Regions from separate parts of the Gossypium hirsutum genome. Here region 2 is linked to region 1. A link is a contact called in public Hi-C data. All regions are on one chromosome and are shown on one strand. Each heading gives the region's core, a stretch centred on a gene start, on an enhancer-like site or on the middle of the called end of the contact. The rest is flanking DNA. Distances are from core to core; before and after follow the strand shown.

Region 1 (6,839 bases), core at 2,284-4,783:
AAAATCCTGGGATGCAATAGCACAAACATTATGCAAATACAACGAACAAAAGAACAAATGAAAGACATCATTAACCAGAAACCAAACAAAAACAGTCAGGGGATGCCTCATTTCGGCTACAAAGTTTAGAATAAAACCTCAGCTCAACCACGAAAGATACATTCTTATGGTACTCACCTGAGTGTATCCAATACTTGCTAAAATATTTCTGTTTTATGACAAACTTGGTATCCACGAACCTATACAATGGAAATGGCAGGAGACTGGTGTAAATCTAAGTACCTAATTATAACAGCTGTTGTGTGTCATTCTTGCTTAAAGGAACAACCTTTCAAGAGGATTTTGACTAGCTGATAGGAGACCAATTTGCTTCCTATAAGCCTATAGTGTTAATCTTGTTGAATGCCTGGAAGTCACCAAGTCTTTCACTTGTTAAAAACTGATAAGGCCTGGAGAGAACTTGAGATTATTTCTTCATAAAAGAAACAAAACGAAGTGGATACCAAGTAAAGTTGGGCTATTTTTTCTTCTCCTAGACAAAAGGAGAAGGCTGCAGAAGAACGCCTTCACTATAATTTACTAATGCTGGTGAGCTAACACTCCTTGAAAACTTAACTTCTTTAAGGATTAAGACAGAAAAGAGGATTTACAAATGGCACAAACAAATTTAAAGAGTAATTGTCCAAGCTGAAACAGATATCAAGGTTATGCAACCATGATGATGCAGGAATACAGGTTCATGAGACAGTAGCATTAGCATTAGAATACTGAGAGCTGTTAATAAAAGTTGGCAGCCAAAAAGGAAATTGAAATAAACCAACAGACTATAAGTTGAAACAAAAGCATTAGTAAGTTTAGATATATAACACATTCCACAGCCAAAAAAGGATAAAATACCATTTGATTGGCTGACGAATCCAACAGTATCGAGATTAAAGCATCCAGGCATGCACCTTGTTCAAGAACTCCTCGAGTTGACAAAACATTCATCAAAACCTGTATCATATCAAGCAGTCAAGGATTATACTACACATTATACTATATAACTAAAGACCGAATACTTTGCACCATTCTTGAAACATTTTTGTCCACTCTTGTGAAATGATATTACCAAATTCTGAGTACAATAAAAAGATATATCATGGTACTTAATAATTAATAATTCACATGACTAAACAGTTGGTTCAGTTAGGCGTATGCTTCCCCCTACTCAAAAAGAGTTGAGGTCAACTTCTCCCTCTTCCACATAAAAAAATCCAATAACAATAATCCACTACATTTATATTAAGCATAGAATATTCTAATTATATGTTTTTCTTTCCTTGAGTCAATAGTAACAACCTTTAAGTTTATTTTGTTTCAAAAGGCTTGTACTGTTTATTGAGGGACACAAATTTAAATTCAGTAGATTATTCTATGCTCAAGTAAAAGCTAAAATTAAAACTTAGCATATATTTGCAAAAAGGTTGAATGCATGTATTAACTGTAAATTTTAACCACCACAAAATTCCAAATATATACATATATATTTATATAAAACTAGTCAGCCAAAATATTCACTGCCTATTATAGACTATAACAAATTTATTCAAGACAACTATAATGAATTGAACTAGTTATTTAATAAATGTTTAGAAGAAATTTGTATCCATAAGCATATTATTGTTGGCAACGGATGAGGAAATGCTGCTGGTTGAAACCTATTCCAAAAAATAAAGTGGTTAAATGTAGGCAAATTGCAGCTATGAAACAACACACTGAAGGGGCGTTTGGTTCACAAAATCCTACATTCCTGATGACAATATAAAAAGCCGGAATTACATTCCCTCTATCGAGCAGGTAATCTTACATTCCGAACAGAGCTAAAATTCAGTAATATAGGGGAAATCTCAATAATACCTCTTCCTTGAGTAAAGTATGATTCCAGGGTAATCTCAATACATTCGTGGAGCATATATAAGTTTAATTTGCATGCTAATGATGGATAAAATTGTTTCAACTTCTTTCCTTATACATGTTAAAAAAAAAAAAAAAGAAGAAGCAAATTCTATAACAAGGACAGGTGAATGTAATATATCCGATTAGTGCTAAGTAATCTTACATTTGGATAATTCCCTTACTAAAGGTAAGCTTCCATTCCTTGAACCAAACGCCCCTTATGGTTTTGTTTTAAGATAATTTGACATGCTCAAAACTACATTCTACAATGGTATCTAATGTTCACTTTTCAATCCTAGTTCACATTTCCCATCAACCAGAGATTTGTCAGTCATTCACGAAAGCAATCTAATTACCGGGATGGCTTTGTGTTGATGGGCCAAACGAGTACTTTCAGGGTGAAGTAGACAGCAACCTTCCAAGACTCTAAGCGCAAGAGCAACTTCTGAATCCGTGGAAGGACTTTTAACCTTCATTGGCTCCACGCTGAATATGTGATCCAAGCTTCCCAACTTTTCATCCTCTGTTTCTTTAAAGGAATGCTCAAACAACAGCGGAACCACTGCCATCAAGAGACTCATAATTCACACATAAAAAAAATAAGAGAATAAAAACCGACAGATTCTTTAGAGAAAAATAAAAGATTTAAAGATCATGAACCTTGGAGGTCAGGGATGGACTGGGTTTGGGAAAAGAGAGTGATGGAGGAGTCAGACTGCGCTATGGATCGGAGGGATTTAAGGAGGAAACGAAGGCCACGGACTCGAAGGAAAGAGAACTCGGCGCGGACGTCGCGCAAGCCAGTGCGGAGAGCGAGGGTGACTTCTCTGTAGATTCGTTGCTTGTTGAGAGAGTTAACAAGTTCTTCAACCGCACTCGTTGCAGCAGCCGCGGCAGCCTCTGTTTCTGGGTCTCTTGGCAATGACGATGATGGAGATGGAGGTTCGTTTGACTCTGTTCTCTTGCTCCATAATGGTTCTTTCAAATTCATCTGTGTTTTTTCTTTTTTTTTCAACAAAAAAATGTTTTCTATTGAATTTGAAAATCTCTAAAACTTTCCTTCTGGTCCTGTTTGGTTTAGAGGAAAATTCGAGGAGGAAATTTTGAGGAGGAAAATAAATAATCTTTGTGTTCCGTTAAGAGTTAAAGACGGAAAAATATATCTTGCACGCTCTCACCCAAAAAGGAAATAAAAATGATCAAAAGAAAAAAGAAAAAAAAGGGAAACAAAACTATGTCGTTTAAGCTGATCGAAAACCTAATACATAAAGAGGGTGAAAGTACGTTAGAGAGTGGTTCAAATTACCGCTATCAAATATTACCAAAAAAATAATTATAGTTATCTAAGTATCATGCTACTTCGGCTAAAATCTAAATCTGAAAATTGGACTTGAATATTGTTAATGCAAATATTAGATAAGACGGAGGCTGTGATGTTATTAATTGATTCACTCTGTTTAAGATGAGGCGACAAGTTGATTGTTCTAGCGGTGAATCATGAAGGGAGTAAGCTCTCTCATGGAGAGTTATGGAGAAAGATGAAAAATAGATAAGCTTGGAGAAGAAGACCTTTTGTTGTTTCATTGTCTCCTTTTTATCTTAAGGCCTTGGTAATGATAGCCTAGTATATTTAGATTGTCATAGGATTACAAGGGATAAGACCCGTGGGTCCCTTGACATATTTTATATATATAATGTTTTATATTCATAACAATTGCCTTCCAATTGAGGTAGAGGTTATAAAGTAACATTTATCCAAGACAAAAGTATGAGCAAAGCCTCAGTGTTGTATGTTACACACATTTTTATGAACGGTTTCAATTTCTCATACTAATAAAGGGGTTACCAATTTTGTACCGACAACCAGTTATAAGACTGCTTAAATATGAGTGAGGCATTGGTCGACATATATTGCTTGCGCAAATTAAAATTAAAATATAAATATGTGCATATTTTTATTAAATAGGTGAAGGGTTGGCGATGAGTGTCAATTATCAAATTACACATATTCGATACTATTGAAAGTGTATGAATATACTAATCGAGCAATATCCACTTTGGGGTGTCTGCTTTGTAACTTTACAAAATTAAGTTAAGTGCCTTATGAGAGTCTAGAAGTAGTTATATTAAACTTAGCGATCAATTTCCTCTCGGTGTCTACTTTATAACTTTGTTGAATTTATTTAAGTGCCTTAAGAGACTAGAAGCAGTTCTTCTATTAAATTAGCAAGCAATCTCCTCTTGAGGTGTTTGCTTTGTAACTATGCAAAATAAAGCTAAGTGCCTTATGAGGCTATAAGTGGTTCTTCTATTAAACTTAGTGAGAAGTCTCCTCTTGGGGTGTTTACCTTATAACTTTGCAAAATGACATGTCGTAATTTGATACGTCAAATTAGGCTCTCCTCAACACTCAATGAGCTTATTCTCAAGCAATTTACAAGTCATTTACATACTTTTGTTGACTTTTAATCTTTATCATTAATAATAATCTTTTTTAGTTTTACCCCTTTTAAGACCAAAATTGGCAAAATGGTGTCACGGGGAACCTAACGATGTGTTTGAGTTAGTGTAGGGAGACGACAATGGCCCAACCTTGAGGAAACAACATTCAACGTAGGTATTGTGACATTGATGCTATGGATGTTACAAAGTCAAGTCCCTTTGCCTTGAGGGTACAAGACTTCTTAACTTTAGTTGTGTTTACTTTCCAAAGCATAAAAATCTTAACTTTAGTTGTGTTTCCACCTCCATTATTATTTCCATCATCTTCTTCAAAGCATCCATCAAGAAATTCCTAAGCTTCCTCTAACCTTTCTTTTGTCTTTATTTTAATGAACTATTTAAGCATGTGTTTGACTATTATTTGCAAGATGATAATGAGTGGTAACTAAATTTATGGTGGTTGGTTGATGGAAATGTCACTTGACTAGTTTTTGGTACAGAGACTAAATTGTAAAAATTAGACTAAATGGAATAAAGTTCAAAACTTAGAATTGACGACTTTAGGTGAATATTTAGGTAGGTGATGTTGGATCTGGTGCCATAAGTGTAGTGTATTCTTTTTTAAACCTGTAATTTTTTCGAACAGATTGGTTAATAAAATAAATTATATAAGGGCTTCATCACAATGAGTCGTAAAAGTGCCGCCCCAAACATATTTTTCTTCATCATCTTTACCATTCTTCACTGCCACTGCCTCAAAACCCATGTTTCTTTAATTTTTCTTTAGTTATTGGACTTTAGTCTTCCGTTCTTATCTATTTGCTTGCCATTCTCGGATTGAAACAGCCCATTATTTAGTGCTTCAACCCTCTTTAGCAAATTTACCCACGGTGGTTGACGTGGAATCACAGTAACGCTAATGCGACAACAGCAACAAATATCCGGTGATATAATGATCTTCTCTAAATTTAAATGTATATTAGCATTGAATTTTTATTTTAATAAATAGATTGGCGAACTGGGAAATTTATTTGCATCAATAGTATTGGGTTTATTAGCTGTTGAAGTTGGAATATAGTTAAGCATGCCTCCTCACAAATGACCTACGTCTCGTTGAATCGAGGAACATGATGTTCCCATGAACCAAGGAGATGATTTGTCTCCACCGACGCCGTTACCTGAGCTGGCTTTTGTGGATAAACCACGAATTCTTGAACGTGGCTTCAATTTTGCCACTCAAATTTTCACGATCCTATAATTACAAAGATTGATCGCTTACGGTGGAACACTTTTTTCCGGCATCCTCAGAAACCAACCGTTATATCGATTGTCTAGGAATTCTATGTGAATTTTTGGAAAGCACGAGACAATAAAGTCTCTATGAAAGGCATGTACGTAGATGCCTCTCCTGTTGCAGTCGATGGATTTTTTATATTGATTCTATATTATCTATGAAAACTGTAATGCCCCCACGCCCGAAACCGTCGCCGGAGTCGAGTATGAGGTGTTACTAAGCTTAATTTAACATTTTTAGAACTTTGGATTATTTGTTTCTACATTCACAGCTTTTAAGCTACTTGCGTCACAGTCACAAGAAAAATCATATCTCGAGTTACGAAACTCGAAATCAAGATCCATAAATTTTCCCTGAATCTAGACTTATATACCTATCTACTAATTTTTTTATAAAATTTTTGGTGGGGCCAATTAGTACAGTTTATTAGTTAAAGTTACCCCTGTTTCAGGACTTGACTGGTCTGACCTCTGTTTACTACGAACCACATTTCTCTCTTTACAAAATTCATATGACTATGAGGTTTGTTTCTCCTAAAACTAGACTCAATAAGGATTATGAGGATATAAAATACACCACATAATTATATCTTCACAATTTATGGTGAATTTCTAAAGTAGGAACAGGGGATTCAGAAACTGCTATGACCCTGTTTCACTAAAATTCAAATATCTTCTAACATATAATTCTTTTACCTGTTTCATTTGTTTCATGTGAAACTAGACATAATAAGCTTCAACTTGATATGTAGTCCATCACCAAATTCAATTGCTATGATTTTTAGTAAATTTTCAAACTCATGTCAGTGTTGCTGCAGTATTCTGTTTATGGCAAATTTCATCCCTCTTATGAGTTTTTATGCACTAAGTATCTTAATAATTTTCCTTATCATCAAACATAATCTAAACTTACCATTTTTATAATTTATCATTATCAAATATTTTCTCAACCATTCTGTCACCATATCATAAAATCATTTACACAAAATAAGTATATTGCTATACATGCCATACTTAAATTTACAAGCCATTTACCAAAAATCTTCCGGATAGTGTGACTGAGCCTTCGACCCACGACTCCTGAACTGGCTTGTCCAAAACTACAATGAGTAAGAAGGAGGGAGTAAGCATAAATGCTTAGTAAGTTCATATGTAAATAATAAATA
Region 2 (7,059 bases), core at 3,907-6,406, 990 kb after region 1:
TAAATAAAATTCGACTTAACTATAGTTAACAACATCAAATATTATACTTAAACATCAATATTTATTTATAAGTGCAGTCCTCAAATAGTTGTTTTATTTTACTTACTGAAAAGTGTACTATGGTTCATTGAAATCAAAATATATTTTATTTTTTTAAGAATTTGACTTCTAAAATTTAAAAATTATGAAAATGACTTAACTTCAAGATTAATTATGGATATAACTTGATTTCTGCAGTGGAGTTGAGTGCCACCATTTTTCTAAGCAGTATCATTCTAAAAATCCCCTCAATTATGCTTTAATTATTAAAAAAAAAATCTTTTAGTGCTGCCTAACAAATTGGTGGCATCAAACTAACGCATGTAGGGATAAAATGAAGTAATTACCCTTTTAAATTGGCTAAAAAAATAGTTACCCTTATGGTGGCACCAAATTAAACTCCTAGTCTATTTGCATGTTAGGTCTGTCCTCTTTTAAAATTAAATTTAAATAATCTTTAAAAAATATAAAAATAACAAAATAAACCCTTCTTATTTTTTATTTTTTTAAAAAAATTACAAAAAAATATAAAATTATTATTTAAATTATCCAAATATATCCCTTAAATAATTTCCTAGGTTTATCTAAGATTAAACATTTTCAATTCATTCCCTAGCATATTTGAATTAGATTAACTTGAAGAAATTTTTTGAGGGACATATTAGGTAATTTAAATAAGAATTTCATATAATTTATTAAGTTCATTTTAAAAAAAATAATGAAAAGGGTTTATTTTTGTTATTCTTATATCTTTTAGAAACTATTTAAATTTAATTTCAAAAGATGATATACCAACATACAAATAATCTAAATATGGTAATTACTTCATTAAAACCTTAAAAATTTTACCAGTCTAAGAAAGTGACGGCACTCAACTTTATTATAAAAATCAAGTCATTCCAATAAATAATCTCGAAAGTAGATATTTTCATAATTTTATAGGTTCAGATTCATAAAAATTCCAATATATTTCCTTTCTGAAACCAAAACTTGCAAAACGGGTAGTTTCAATTTCAACGCACATAGTTCTATGTTCATTTCTTCATTTTTATCCAGAGTCGAGATATGGGAAAGGGTGATGAACCATCTGGCAATATGCCTTGAAGAAGTAACCATTTCATTGCAGATTTAAAGTTAGGTGACAGATAAGTGGACCGAAAGAAAGAAAGAAAAAAAGTCGAGGAAAATGTAATGCAAATTACATATAAATCAGTTTAGAAAAGAATAATATCAAAATGGGTATTTTTGCTTTCCTATTTTTAACAGATGAAACCATCGACTCCCGTCTACCGGTTGCTGATCTAAAGACAGCTCAAAACAATCACGAAAACTTTCTATATAACCCCCCACATCCTCAGACCACTATTTTTCTTATACATTGTAAATCTCTAATATAAACCAAAAGTACAAACCTCCATCCATGGTAGGAACAGCAACTGTATAAAGGAACCAATTACGTCGTTGTTATCAACCTGCCAAGAATTCCCTGCTGGCCTGTAGGCACAACATCACCCAATTGTTTAGTGGCTCTGCCTCAGGATCCCTTTCCTTCATTGCTGTCCAGCTTTCCATCTCTGAAATATAAACCACCAGAAATCTTGTGAAGATTAAAAAACCTTAAATGTATAGTGAACGGCAAGAAAATTAAGAATGTTCGGGTTCAATGCAGGCCTTATGACACTATGCATATTGAAAAGAGGAAAACTGTGATATAAGGTTTGTACACATACTTGGCTTGTCAGATATTGCCATCAGCCGTCTTTGAAAAATAGATGCCACAAAGAGGAAAATCGAGCACATACCAAACATGACAGTGATGGGAAATGCATTAACCTTCAGGGGTAAACCGGCACAGTTAGTTACAGAGTAATAGGCGTGTGTCTACGGCATGATTAAATGAAGCTATCATATAGAGCCTATAACATACATTGTACAGCACAATGCAAACAAAGATATTGAGAGGAATGCGGAAGAAGTTCATAATTGTGCTCCTGGCCTCCTCCGGGATGTACTGGGATCTCATTTTCATGATGGATGGCCAGAATATCCCCACACAAGCCTCAAACGTACAGAAACCAAGAAGCTGGAGACAACCTGCAAATGAGATGCTTCCGCCTTTCACTTTAGAAGGTGCGACCAAGAACTGTTGCAATTTTACACAGTTAGGAATCACTTAATATAAAGGGGGAGAGAGAGACAGAGAGAGAGGGACATACATTGGTTATAATGGGAAGCATGAGAGAGACAGAGGAAATCACAAAAACAATCTGCATGTAGCTTTCTACCCTGGGTGATGAGCGAGCCATCAATCGAGAGGCAAGGGAGCTTCCCAGCATTGAAGCCAACATGAACGTGGCAAAGATAAAACCATGAGGGATCTCCTCATCATTGGGGCTCAAAGCAGGAGTCCAAAGGAACACAAAGGTGTACATTGAGCCTTCAAACAGAGACTGGATGGCACCCAGCAAAGCAATTTTTTCATCTGAAGTGCATGGAAGATTAGACTTAAGGGGGGGAGCAAAAAGGAAAGACAGAAAAGAATCAGTGCATGATGGAGGATGAGTGATAACATGAAAGTATTGGCCTGGAAGGCTAGAACATGTCATCATGATCAATGCATTGAGATTAAAAGTAAATACTGAACTCTACCAGAAGCTATTGCTACAGCAGCACCCCTAAACTGGGTAAGCAGGTCCTTATTTTCTGAGGCATCTCCATAATTTTCTGTCCATGATGATAAAATAATAGCCATCCCAATGGCAAGAAAGCATGCAGCAGCATCAAAAGGAGCCACTGGTCCAAGGGACAATGAACCAACAAGTAGGTTCCCAAACAACCCAGACAAAATGGCAATAAGACCATTGCCAAGAAATATTGCCTTCGAAAATGTTAATGACAACCATTGTTGCTCAAAGCCCCTCTGCAAAGATTAGAAGCACAAACAGAATTGTCAAAACATGATTAAATTTAAAGGATCTATTGACATTAATTGAGCTAAAGGCTCATAGAAGAATGTGGATAAACAGAACTAGATGGTTCGTGCTTTACCATCTGGGGAAACGATGATGGAAAATTTAAGAATTGTAGTATATTCCTATGTATCATGTACACTATGATAGATGTAAACTAAGTATTTCAACACTGTTGGGAAACAACCTGACAGGGAGCAACATACAGCATCTATAATACTAGAAATAATGGTGAAGGTCATAAGAGAATACATCTATAATGTTTATAAGTCCACCTAATAAGCATTAAGAGTAAAGGGGGATAGTTGAAATGCCTCACCTTATTATGTTCAGCAACAAGCCATGACTCAAATGCTGAAAACAGAAGAGACGTAGCAATACCTCCCAAAACACGACCTATCATCAAAACTTTGTATTCAGGAGAATGCTTGGTAATGCAGCTAAGTATGTAAGTTATGCAGTATGTAACGCACGCCCTCCTCCTGCCCCTGAATTGAAAAAATGAAGGTATTTTTGTATCAAGACAAGACATTTCATCCATAAAGCACAATATATCACAACAGAAGCCAAAGTAAAAGCTTACTGTTTGTCAGCTAGAGATCCAACAATTGTCCCAAACAACATGGAAGAGCCAAAACCAGCAATAAAAAGCTGTCCGATCTCCCCTTTTCCAAATCCATATGTACTGTACAGATAGTAAACATATGGACCCTGAAGCCAGTCTCCAGCTATTGACACATAACCATTTATTAGAACAGCAAGCTAGAATATGCCCAATTACCACAATATAAGAATGTTAATCTTTCACAATTACCAGAAAACATAACTACAGATATGATCATACCTCCGGAACAGATATCGTGCATTACACTAATGAAGCTACATGTTTATGATGCATATTAATCAAAGAAAGACTTGCTCAAGTGCTAACCTTTTTTTTTTTCACGGTATTGTCAAGTGCTAGCTTAACAGCAAATTTTGATACAATAAGTCAAATTACTGACCAGTTGCATCCCAAGGAGACAACTAGAAGCGCCATCACTCCTTCTATTACCAAGAAACTAATTCAAGGGTTTAATGCAACTTTATTTAGCTTTCAGCTAGTTTTACTATCTAAGGAAAAAAAATCTTAATGGGGCAGCGGCAGACTAAACTCGGCAGAAGTAGGACTTTACTCAAGCTCCAAGAAAATAGACTTAATTCTCAATTTTTTATTCAGGACCATCATCAATAAGAGGACCTAGAACCCAAGCAATAGCGACCTGTCTCCGACCCACCAAAAAAAAAAAAACCAAATCCATCGTCTCAACCAGAAAACAGAAACGGACTAAAAATCGACATACAACTTATTGGAAGTCATTTTCAAGTACCATTTCCTTGTCTTTTACAAGCTAAATCAAATGAATGAATCCCGTTTTCCATTTCCAAAGCAAATAGAAACAGTATTGTTCAAAGTAGTCATTAATGACAAGAACATTATCCACCAAAACGGGAAAAAATAACAAAAACTTGCAAATCTAGGAAATGGGCATCTAAATTCATTAAAAAAATCCACCAACAATAGATCAGATCCATGTTAATGTAAAAAAAAAAGTGAGATCCAAAGATAGAAATGGAAATCAGATCTGGGTAAAACAAAACGAGGGTAGTTAGTTACCCATCATGAGAGAGTAGACAAGAAGGTAATTGTTCTTGAAGGAATTGAAAGCAGGGGATGTGTTGATTCGGTCCTTGCTGGTCTTGCTTAGCTCTAATGTGGCCACCACCGCTCCCAATGCCCCGAACACGACGAAGTAGAACAGCTCCATTGCTGCTGCCTGGCCCTGCTACGCAAATTACTAGGAGAGACGCAGATAATAAAATAATGCTGTGAAGCCGAAGCCGAAGCCCAAGGCAATGCGTCTTCTGCACACTGGATTCTTTTTAGTTCTTTAAAAGGGAGTTAGATATGAGATATACCCAGCAAGAAAAGATGATGGATATTCGGTTTCTATTTCCTGCACATGCCTCTGCTTCAGTGGCTTCTTTTCGGAGTGTCCTTAGTTGTTGTACATTTGATTTAATCATTAAAAAGAGTGAGGTACAATGACGAGAGCGTGGGAGGTGTGAGAGAACTTGTGAGGATGAGTAAATATTGGATGAAAACCGCGAAAGACGAGCCTTTAACATTTGGGTCACTTTTTAGGTGGACCTTTTGGTTGTAGGTCCGACACGTGGCGGGACGTGGGTTGTCCGATATGAAGAGTAACAAGGAGGACATGTCGGTGGGTTAAGAGCATATGGACAATGCGCTTTGGATCTTCAAAGAGGATCAAATGAAGTGGGCCCCTTTAACCTTACCAAAATTGTCTGTGGGCCCTTGGATCACATTGTGGGTCCACCTACCGAAGATATTTATTTTCGTATCATTGTCTTGCCATAACAATGCCAAATATTAGATCTAACCATTCATATTTCAGATGAAAAAAAAACAAAAGAAGACCATTGATATTTCCACTAAGAAAATAGAAAAACAATATTCAATGTGTGGATGCTTTAGTTCAGTTAGGTAGTAATTTTCAATTACTAGTTGCCTCAGATGTTTTAATTTTTTTAACTTGTTTAGTGTGTGCTTAGGTGAAAATGTGGAGGAATAGAAAAAAAGGAAAGGAAAAGTGGAAAAAATGAATTTTGGGTCTACTTAGTAAGAAAGAAAGTGAGAGGAAAAAAAATAGTAGCGGATATTATTTTTCATCTTAATGCATAAAAAGTAATCATTTCAAATTGAAATAATAAGAGGAGAAAAATAAAAAAGATTTGCATATTAGTTCAAAATTATACATTTTTCAAATATTTTATTTTCTTTCTTTCCATTTTTCACATATACTAAACACACATATGGAAAAAATAATTATGTTTTCCATCCTTCTAGTTTTCTACCTATTCAATTTTTCATTTTTCCAATTTTCTTTCCTCTCAACCAAGCAAAGCTTTAATGTTTGTAATTCTCCTCCTACTAGCTTTAATCACCTTCTGCTAATTAATAAGCAAAAGTGCACTATGTATCGAATTTGATTCTTGTTTCCTATTCATGTTTTTAATCCAATTTAGATCACTTTTTCAATAAAAAATAATATGAAAAAAATTTTATATTGATCTTGAAAACTAAAACTATTAACATTCTTTAGAATAACGATTGATATTATTTTATTGCCACTTTTAAAGTTCTTTTATAAATTGTTAAAAGATGTTAGGGATAAACCTAAATTAAACAACGAACAAAAATGGTTAGAGAAAATTGGACACAAATATTTAAGTGAAAAAACTCCTTCGACGAAGAGGATAAAAATCCACAACAAAGAAAACTTCACTAGTCGGAAAATAAACTAAAAGAGTATAATGATGGAGAAAAATAAACCCTAATCCCTAAATAATACAAAGCTCTCTGACTAAGAAATGAAATTCCCTTAAAACTCTCTTTTATTGTGTTGTTTCAACAACTCTTCTAAGGTTGCTAAAGCCCTATTTATAAACTAAAATTTGTGAGCTAATATAATTAAAATATCCCTAGAGTTCTTAGATTTCAACTACGAAAAGATAGCATAGTTTAACTCGGAGAAGAAACCCGATCTAGTGGAGAACACGTTGCCATGTCCCAACATCTCGCGTCGTGTTGTCCCAACATCACCCGTTGTCATGACGTATCGTTGTGACTTCATCATTGACTTTGTTTTTACTTTAGTTTAACCCAAAAATGCGAGGCACATTTCACAAATCTCCACCTTAACTCGTATTTTGCCATGTCTTCTTTGTCGAGCCCCGTCTCAAGCCTAATTTGATGTTTACATGATACTAACCAAGTCCAAACAATAATTGAACTTGGAAACTGGAAGACTTTTAGTCATCATATCGGTTGGATTATTTTTTGTACCAATCTTATAAATCTAAATATCTCTTTGAGCAACACTTCTCGAACAAAGTGATACTGAATGTCTATGTACTTTGTTCTTTCGTGATACATCTGATCTTTAGTGAGATGTATGACACTCTATTACCACAATATACGGCAGTT

What was found. A called contact is a pair of places that touch in the nucleus more often than the background predicts.
Region 2: a contact with region 1 is called in a Hi-C map of leaf, with 2.4 times the contacts expected there. The contact joins the promoter of LOC121204536 here to the promoter of LOC107946358 in region 1. A contact is called at or near these places in 2 of 34 Hi-C or Micro-C datasets (both in leaf).

The regions. Positions count from the first base shown.
Region 1 is chrA08:68,802,266-68,809,104 of Gossypium_hirsutum_v2.1, forward strand. LOC107946358 reads right to left here and starts at 3,534. Exons shown (of 5, transcript XM_016880654.2): 1 at 2,599-3,534; 2 at 2,295-2,500; 3 at 898-996; 4 at 1-6. The coding sequence starts at 2,929.
Region 2 is chrA08:69,790,494-69,797,552 of Gossypium_hirsutum_v2.1, forward strand. It overlaps LOC121204536 (molybdate-anion transporter), which reads right to left and starts at 5,157. Exons shown (of 8, transcript XM_041074537.1): 1 at 4,666-5,157; 2 at 3,592-3,736; 3 at 3,328-3,496; 4 at 2,689-2,959; 5 at 2,256-2,521; 6 at 1,967-2,182; 7 at 1,770-1,872; 8 at 1,140-1,613. The coding sequence starts at 4,816. The coding sequence ends at 1,507.